2 separate regions of the Sus scrofa genome follow, and region 2 is linked to region 1. Evidence: chromatin contacts called from public HiChIP or PLAC-seq data. All regions are on one chromosome and are shown on one strand. Each heading gives the region's core, a stretch centred on a gene start, on an enhancer-like site or on the middle of the called end of the contact. The rest is flanking DNA. Distances are from core to core; before and after follow the strand shown.

Region 1 (4,478 bases), core at 478-2,977:
TGGCTTGCTTGGGGTGAGTCCATCCTGCTGTCTAGCATGCTGGGGAAGTCTGGGACTTTCCTCATCTGTAAAATGAAGATCATCTCAAAGGGCTCTTACTAGTGCTACAATGTGAGGAGGATGAAAATAACTCATACGCGGGGAGTTCCCGTTGTGGCGCAGTGGTTAACGAATCCGACTAGGAACCATGAGGTTGGAGATTCCATCCCTGGCCTTGCTCAGTGGGTTAAGGATCCAGTGTTGCGGTGAGCTGTGGCGTAGGCTGCAGATGCTGCTCGGATCCCGCACTGCTGTGGCTCTGGTGTAGGCTGGTGGCTACAGCTCCGATTCGACCCCTAGCCTGGGAACCTCCATATGCCTCGGGAGCGGTTCAAGGAAAGGCAAAAAGACAAAAACAAACAAACAAACAAACAAAAAAAACCACCAAAAAACCAAAAAACTCACATGCGGGCAGATGAGTGACTACCTGCATTCTCTCAGGGGATCCAAAAGATCTGTAATTTAGTGTGGAAGGCAAGAGGCAGCATTCTTGAGTAGAAGAACTTGTTGCCTCCACTGCAAAGCCTGCTGAGCCTTGCCCTCAAACCAGCAGATTCCAAAAGAAAAGGGCATGGGGCTTGTCTGTGACCAGGGCTAGCTCCTCAGAGGGTCAGACCTGCAGGGCTCTGTCCTAGTGGCCTCAACCCCTCACCCCAGCACTGCCTCCAACTAGTCCAGACAAGTCCCGGGTATTTTCAGCCACCTTTATCTGATCGGAAATGTTTGGAATTCCACAGCAGAAGGCAACAGCTCTGGAGGATTTGGGGATGGGAAGAAATCGCTGCAACCCCCACCTCCCTCATATGAATGTGCGCGCACGCGTGTGCGCGCACACACACACACACACACACACACACACACCCTTGTAACCAAAATCTCAAGAGCTGCAGGCTTCCTCATGCTGCATTTCCTACATTCTGGTTCCTTCCAGTCTTCCCCGTGTTTTATCTCCACCCGAATCCACTGGCCCTCTCAAGGTGTAGAACAGCAAGATGCTGAGAGGGTGTCGGGAGAGCCTGAGTCTGCAGCCGATGACTCCGAGGGAGGGGCTGTTCACAGTCAGCGTCCACACACCAATAAACTGCAGAAGACGACCACCGCCCTCACCAGCAGGAGGCCGAGAAGCGACGCACCATCCCACCCGAGGTGGCATGACCTGTGGTTCACAGCAATGTCTAGTTCAACCCCCACCCTAAAAAAGACCCTAGGAGGTGAAGGGACTCCCCCACAAGACCTCCTGACCCCTGGAGTCTGCCAGTGCGGACTCCGACCCAGCTCTGTGACTGCCTACTTGTGGGACCTGGGACAAGACCCTTTATCTCACCAAGCCCAGAGGCCTGTCTATAAAGTGAGAACGCTGTCCTTATACCACAGGCTTAGCAGCAAGAGTGAAATGGTCCATAGAGAGTGCACAATACACGCGAACTGTCATTATTTTTCTATAGCTAAAAATGAATGGCCCCACTGTCCTTCCCATGTTGTATTCTTATTATTTATAGCTGCAAACAAACAAAAAACCCCAGCTCATACTGATTTAGCCCCTGCTTGAATTCTCAACATCTTGCAAGTAGGTGTTGTCCCCACTTTACCAACAAGGAAATGAAGACTCCGAGAGGGGAGGAGACTCTGCCTGAGATCTCTGGTTACCGAGTGAGGGTGTCTGACTCCACAGCACGTTCACTCTGCCAGCGCAACAGGACAGATGCAGAAGGACGTGACTAAGCTCTTCCTTCCTTCCCCTTTCACCCACCCACTGCCCACTACTTACTGAGGATCTTGGGCCCTGGATCAGAGAGGACTTTGAGGACAGGGCTGAGGCATGTCCCTTGGCTCCTTGGGTGCCTCAGGGGTAGGAAGGAGAGGGGTATGCGGATGGCGGCTCTGTGCCTCCCCTTTGCTCCCCAAACCCAGCCTCTGCAAGGCCAGTCCTTGCAGAAGAGTTCCTCCAACTGGTCATTATCTTGGAAACAAAAGTGATGCCAAGTAGCTTTGGCGGAGCGGTCAGCTGACTTTTCTAAGACAGACCATGACCCTTTTGTGGGCTGACCTGTGAGGTTGTAGGAGGACTCTCTGCTTAGTGCTGGACACTCATTCGTTCCATAAATCTTTATTAAGAGCCCACTAAATGCCAGGCATCATGTTAAGTGCTAGGGAATAAAGCAGTGATTAAGTTAGACAAAAAGTCCTACCTGCATGAGTTTATCATTTAACAGGAAGAGATAGGCAACAAACAAATGTGTCAGACGGTGATAAGTGCTAAAAAGAAAACTAAATGAGAGAAAGGGGTTAGAGAGAAATATGGAAGAGGGCAGAATTAGAACCCGTGGTCAGGGAAAGCTCCTTCAGGAGGTAACATCTGATCAGAGAGAACCCTGAATGAAGGGAGGGAACAGGCACTGCAAGGGTCTGAGGAAAGGCAGAGGGAATAAGTGCCAGGCCCTGGGGCAGGTGCAACTCGGGGTACTCCAGGAACAGGAAAGATGCCAGTGTGGCTGAAGCTGAGTGAGTCAGGGGAGAATGATGGGCTCTGGCAGTGGCCAAGGGCCAGGCTGTGCAGGGCCTTGAAGGCCATTTAAAGACATGGGAGCACCTTGGGGTTTTGAGCAGGGGAGGGACATGATCTGACTTTGATTTTAATCGAGTCCTGGCTGCTGGGTGAAGACCTCCGGGGCAAGGGTGGAAGTGAGAGGTGGTGGGGAGCTGACGCAGCCATCCAGGAGAAATATGAGGGTGGCTTATCCACGATGGTGCCCAGCAGGCTGGAGAGGAGTCAGATTCAGATTTTATTTTTAAAAGTAGAGCTGAAGGGATTTGCTAATGGATTGGATGTGGACTGTGGGAGTTGTTTGCTTCTCTGACCCTATTTCTCATCTACAAAAGGCAGGAGAAGAGGCCTTTGAGGATTTTTTTCCAGGTTGATAACTACGGGGACACTGTTGGGATGAAGAAAGAGACAAAACCATTTCTGCTGTCATGCAGGCAAAGCCATTTGCTCACCTGACCTCCAGGCATGTGCAGGATCACAGAGGAGCAGCCAGGCCCATGGTGGGCAAGAGGACAGCTCAATTTCTACTGGGAGGCAAGGGGCATTAGAGCTGCACCATATGTGTCCAGGCCTGCCAGGCAGAAAGTGCTTAGTGAATGAGTGAGTGAGCCAATGCCACGAGGCCAGGATGCATTCAAGAACTTTCCAAGTCCTTCCAAATTACCTAGAGGTAAGCCTGCCCCAAGGGACTCCTCTCTTGTCATTCCTTCTGCATCCCTTACACTCTAGGCTGAGTCAAGTTCCCCTTCTTCATGAATGGGAGACTCTGAGGTCTCAAATCACTAAAGCAGACTTTTAGAGCTGGAAGAAGCACGGATACATCTGATGCACTCTATCCACAATTTCAGCCACCACTGGTTTGACCTCACTGGTCATTATTATCAACATTTCCCTATCAAGTGACCCATTTCTTAAAAACATAAATATATTGAAAATTCTAAACCCACCCCCTACCCTGTTCTTTCTCCATCTTTCCCCCTTTGAGTGAATGGTAGTAGCTTCATCCCTCCAGCTATGGAAGCCTGGAACGCCCTGGAGTAATCCTTCAGTCCTCTCTAGCTCCAATCTGTCAGCATGTTCCTCTGGATCAATATCCAAAATTTATCCAGAATCTCACCACATCTCATCACCCCGACCATCCAAGCCAACATCATCTTCTGCCTGTATTGTTATAACAACCTCCCAGCTTCTTACTCCCCTCTCTGGTCTCTCACTACAAAAAAACCAGAAGGGTCCTTCTAAAAGCAGACAGATTCTGTCCAGTCAAAACACTCCATCCACTGCATTCCCATCTCACCCAGAGGAGCTATAGTGTCTCACCATGGCTGAGACATGTTCTTCATCTTGGACCATTTTCCCCTCTGCTCATTCTATTCTAGCCACACTCATCTCCGCCCTTCCTCAAACACGCCAAGCACATCCTTCTCACCCTGGGGCCCCTGTACTTGTTCCCTCTGTCTGGAAAGTTCTTACTACAGAGTGTTACACGGTTTTCTCTCTCAGGTCATGCAGATGTCTGCTCACCCATGACCCCTCCTCAGATAAGCCTTTCCCAATTACTCTTGATTAAAATAAACCCCCAAAGTTACCTATCCACCCTTCATCCTCATCATTCGCTGTCTTAGAGAATGTAAGCTTCATGCAGGCAAATATCGCCAGTAGCTAGAATGGTGCCCGGCAGAACAGTCGCTCAGTAAGTAATTGCTAAATGAATTAATGGAATGAAAAAGCAACTAATATTATTACTACTATAAAAAGAAAACCAGTATCATTTGCCAGAGATGGAAATCAATGTAAAATAAAAACATTGGTTACTAAAATTTAAAAGTGTTTATTTGTATGTCACCTATAAGTTACCTCGAAGACCAATGGGACATAGACTGCTCTTGGTCCC
Region 2 (4,042 bases), core at 390-2,889, 110 kb after region 1:
CCCTCCAATAGGAATTTACTGAGTTCTGAGAAATCGGGCTGCCACACTTTGTTTGGCAAGTTGCAGAGCTCCTAGCACCTGCAGACATGCAGATTGTTGGAATTTCTGCAATACCTGAGAAGGACTGTGTTTTTAGTGTTGGGTTGTTTTTGTTTTTGTTTTTTTGCTTTTTAGAGCCACACCCACGACATATGGAGGTTCCCAGGCTAGGGGTCAAATTGGAGCTGTAGCCGCCAGCCTACGCCAGAGCCACAGCAACACCAGATCCGAGCCGCGTCTGCGACCTACACCACAGCTCACAGCAACACCAGGTCCTCAACCCACTGATCGAGGCCAGGGATCGAACCTGCAACCTCATGGTTCCTAGTCGGATTCGTTTCTGCTGCGCCACAACGGGAACGCCTTGGTGTTTTAACTTGTTATAGTTTCCCATTACTAATAGTCTTGTGCTGATTAATTAATACAAGGTCATCGTTCACTTTTACTTTGATCATTTTGTTCTTATGTAATTGCTTTGTTGCCATCTTGACTGCTGTTTTATTCCTTACCAGTTCTTTTCCATAGAATTTTGTCCTTAGAAAGTAGAGCTTGAGTAGTAGACAGGCTGCAGTGGCAGTTGCTCCAGCATTGAATAGAGGTAAGTCTAGACTTACACAATTGTAACACGAGATACGATGTAATTGAGTAATGTGAGACAGACAGATAAAACGCTTCAGGAGTTTAGAGATTCTTGGAGGTGAGATTGCAGTTCCTTTGGGGCGGGGGACATGCTTGCAGCATGCAGAAGTTCCTAGGCCAGGGATTGAACCTATGCCACAGCAGCAACAACACTAAGCTACCAGGGAACTCCGTTTCTGCAACCTACACCACAGTTCACGGCAATGCCGGATCCTCGGCCCACTGAGCAAGGCCAGGGATCGAACCAGCAACCTCGTGGTTCCCAGTTGGATTTGTTAACCACTGCGCCACGATGGGAACTCCAGCGTTTTCCTTTTTTTTATAGCAATGAGATTGTAGTATTATGCATTTCCTTTAATGTTAATTTGTTCTGTAAGTGTCGCACTTCATTCAAAATTCAAAAGCTACAAGTTCAGTTCCCACCCCAGATAGTGCTGCCAAGTATGTTCCCTTGCAGAGATGACTTCACCTGCTCCCTTTTGTTTTTCCATAAATAATGTCATAATTTATACTCTGTTCCTTGCTCTTTCATATGTTCTGCATTGAATGATGTGGTTCAGGTGCTACCTCAGGTGTGTACTAGCTTTCTGCCTGGCTGAAGTATGAAGCTTCTTATGAGAATCTAGTGACCTGAAGGCAGATGTCCAGTAGTGATGTCCAGTTCCTCTGTGTGATGTCCTGGGCTAATGACCTGAGGTCCCAAGGGCTTGAGGGCAGCTTGGCAATACCCAGTCTTTTAGCTCCCCCTGGCTTAGCTGAGCCTTGGGGGCTTATTGGCTTGAGTATCCGGTCGGACCTGTATATCCCCTTCGGTAGCTCTTGACATGCTTCCTTTTCAGTTCCTTTCTGAATCTTGACTGCTGGAGAAGTTCCTCATTGCTGAGAGTAGCAGTTAAAAAAGCTGTCAGCCACGTGGCCGGGCTCCTATTTCTGCACAGCCAGGCTGAGTTATAGCTTGGTGGTGTGGATCCAGGTAGGAGTCGGTCAACATTCTGAATCCTGAGCTGCCATCTGCCTTGCAGCCTGCTGGGATGCTCAGTTTAGACAACATATAAAGTTTCCTGGGTATGGGACAAACCCAGGCCTATGGAAAGAGCAGGAAGGTTAAAGTGTGCAGTACTTTGAGCAGTGACGAAGGCGTAACCACGGAGCTGACATGTTTGCTCCAATGCCAAGAATTCCAGGACAATTTGTTATCCAGCTAAAGCCAGTGTAGTTGCTATAAAAAAGAAGCCTGGGGACAAACACTTTTTCCTTGTTTTTTGTATTCCTGCATACCCACTCTACTTTCTGTAGCAAAGGTTACGGATGTCAAAACCAGAAATACCTCATCGTATTTGCACTTCTCTTTCTTGCAAGAGAATAAGAGGCTGGGCTCACGTCAAAGCATGACTCTTAAGCACTGAAGGTTATCAGCAGCTTCCTGAAAGGGCTTGACAAATGCTGACATTTTACTCCGAGAAACTATTGTTGCAGGGGCTTAGGAAAATACTAGGTTTTGTCAAGAATTATTTCACCAGACTGCCTAGCCCTAAAGCATCAATTGCCTTCTCTTCTTTTCTTAAAATTTTATGACACAGAAAGGAAATAAAAACTTGGCCTGTCTGATCTGCCTAAACCCATGTCGTTTGAGACTGGTATCCCAGAACCTCACAGGCAGGTGTATGAATGGGCTAAAAATTGTTGCCTACCTTATTTTGGTACCAGTGATATTCTCAGGACTCCTTTCAGGAGCAAGGGTGGGAGATGTAGTTTTCAGTGGGTCAAATACTAAACAATGAGTAGTTGTAAAATACAATAGGAAAAGCAGTTTGGGGCAGCATTGTTACGCTTAGTGGCGAGGAGCGATGAAAAGTCAGTGGCCTTACGCTGACATACTCCCTAAAACTTTAGTGTGTTTTTCTACAGTGTAGAGTTTTTCTGACATACAAAGTATTCCTTTTTTTCATTTTGCATAGTATTAATGCAAATATTTTTCCCGTATTGTTGCATACTCTGAAAATACCAATTCTAACAGCAGCATATTGTTCCTGTGTTCTGAGTTTGCTTCTCCCCATTGAAAAGGTTTGTTTCGCAAAAGATTTTTCTAGGCTATTTATAGGACAGATTTCTTTGTCCCCCTAATGTATTATGTCTGTCTCTAAACTTTAAATGGCTGTTTCAAACCACTTAGTCAATCTTTGTAATTCAATTAAATTATTAAAATGTAAGTCCCTCCCAAAAGCATAGTCAATGACGACATTCTGGCATACACACTTGCACACTGGAAAGCTCTCTTTGGCCGACCTGATGTCAGTGTAACTGGCACTGGTGCCCAGCAGAAGAGTTCACCGGCATTTAGCAAAGCCTTTCTGGAGAGAATTCTAGGTATGTCGTTTTAAAGTCTTGGAATTCTACATCTTAAGACAGACGTACACGGGGGGTGGCTGTCTCAGAGCCTGGAGATCAGATTTGAAAGGAAACGCCCTTTGTCTTTCTTAACTCTAGCTGGGCTGCGGTGTGTCTTGGGAAGAGTAGAGGCAGGGAATATAATCCACCTCCTGGCACTGGCACACCGGCTGACCTTTAACAAGGCACTCCCTTTTTCTGGACCTCAGTTTCCATATCGTCAAAGAGGTGACTGAATGAGAAAAATAAATAAGGCTCTTTCAGCTGGAATGTTTTCAGCTTTTTTCCCCCGACAATTTGTTCTAACCACATTCGTCCTAACCACATTCGTCCTAGTTTGACATTTATATTTTTCTATAGTCAGCTGCTCCGTCACTGCAAGAGGGCACCCCTAGCAGGCTAGATTTCTATTTCAACTTAAATGAAGTTATGCTGGAGACCAGAGTGCTAGCTCTTGAGGACTTTCCAAGGGTTGTTCTGGAAGAGGAAATCTAGCCCACATCACTCCAGGGGACTAATCCCTGAATAATGTCCTCTGACACACACACATATTTTCTGATGTTTCTCTTGACCTTGGAACCAGTTAAAGACTGTACAGAATGCTCAATGAATTCTGACAGACTCCAGCAAGGAAGTCCCTCCCATCCTTGGCTTTTCCACGATGTGAGGTTGCTAATAGCGGGTTCTTCAGCTGCTAGAGGCAGTTTAAGGACGTCTCCCCTCGTCTTACTGCTCTTCTGTTTCTCTCCGCTGCAACTCAGTTTTTGTGATGTTTATGGTCAAAGGGACTTAGACTCTTTTTGTTCTGAAGGTGCACAAAAATTAGTGGCTTGAACCCTAGATTGGGAGAGTGGCTTCTGGTTTTATGTCCTTGCACATGTCACATTTTCTGGGTCTCAGTGTCTTCCTGGTAGAAATTAAAACAATGTTTCTGGAAAGGACCATTCCTCCAGTTCCATGGATGAGAATTTGCTCC

Evidence for each region. HiChIP or PLAC-seq counts read pairs in DNA pulled down with a chosen protein or histone mark.
Region 2: a contact with region 1 is called in an H3K27ac HiChIP or PLAC-seq map of skeletal muscle. The contact joins two enhancer-like sites. A contact is called at or near these places in 2 of 47 Hi-C or Micro-C datasets (epiblast stem cells and fetal skeletal muscle) and 1 of 2 datasets of contacts at active chromatin or transcription factors (skeletal muscle).

What each region holds. Positions count from the first base shown.
Region 1 is chr17:35,380,249-35,384,726 of Sscrofa11.1, forward strand. All of the region lies in intron 1 of BCL2L1 (BCL2 like 1), which reads right to left. LOC106506650 (a long non-coding RNA gene) reads left to right here. Exons shown (of 3, transcript XR_001302085.2): 3 at 971-1,369. Among named protein-coding and RNA genes, the nearest start is that of BCL2L1, 32 kb to the right of the region's middle. Within about 2 kb of position 1,728, at least 48 of the 83 cell types and tissues checked have an H3K27ac peak or open chromatin away from gene starts, as enhancers often do. A contact at or near this core is called in skeletal muscle, where this site is marked.
Region 2 is chr17:35,486,507-35,490,548 of Sscrofa11.1, forward strand. No RefSeq gene overlaps it. Among named protein-coding and RNA genes, the nearest start is that of MYLK2, 11 kb to the right of the region's middle. Within about 2 kb of position 1,640, at least 16 of the 83 cell types and tissues checked have an H3K27ac peak or open chromatin away from gene starts, as enhancers often do. A contact at or near this core is called in skeletal muscle, where this site is marked.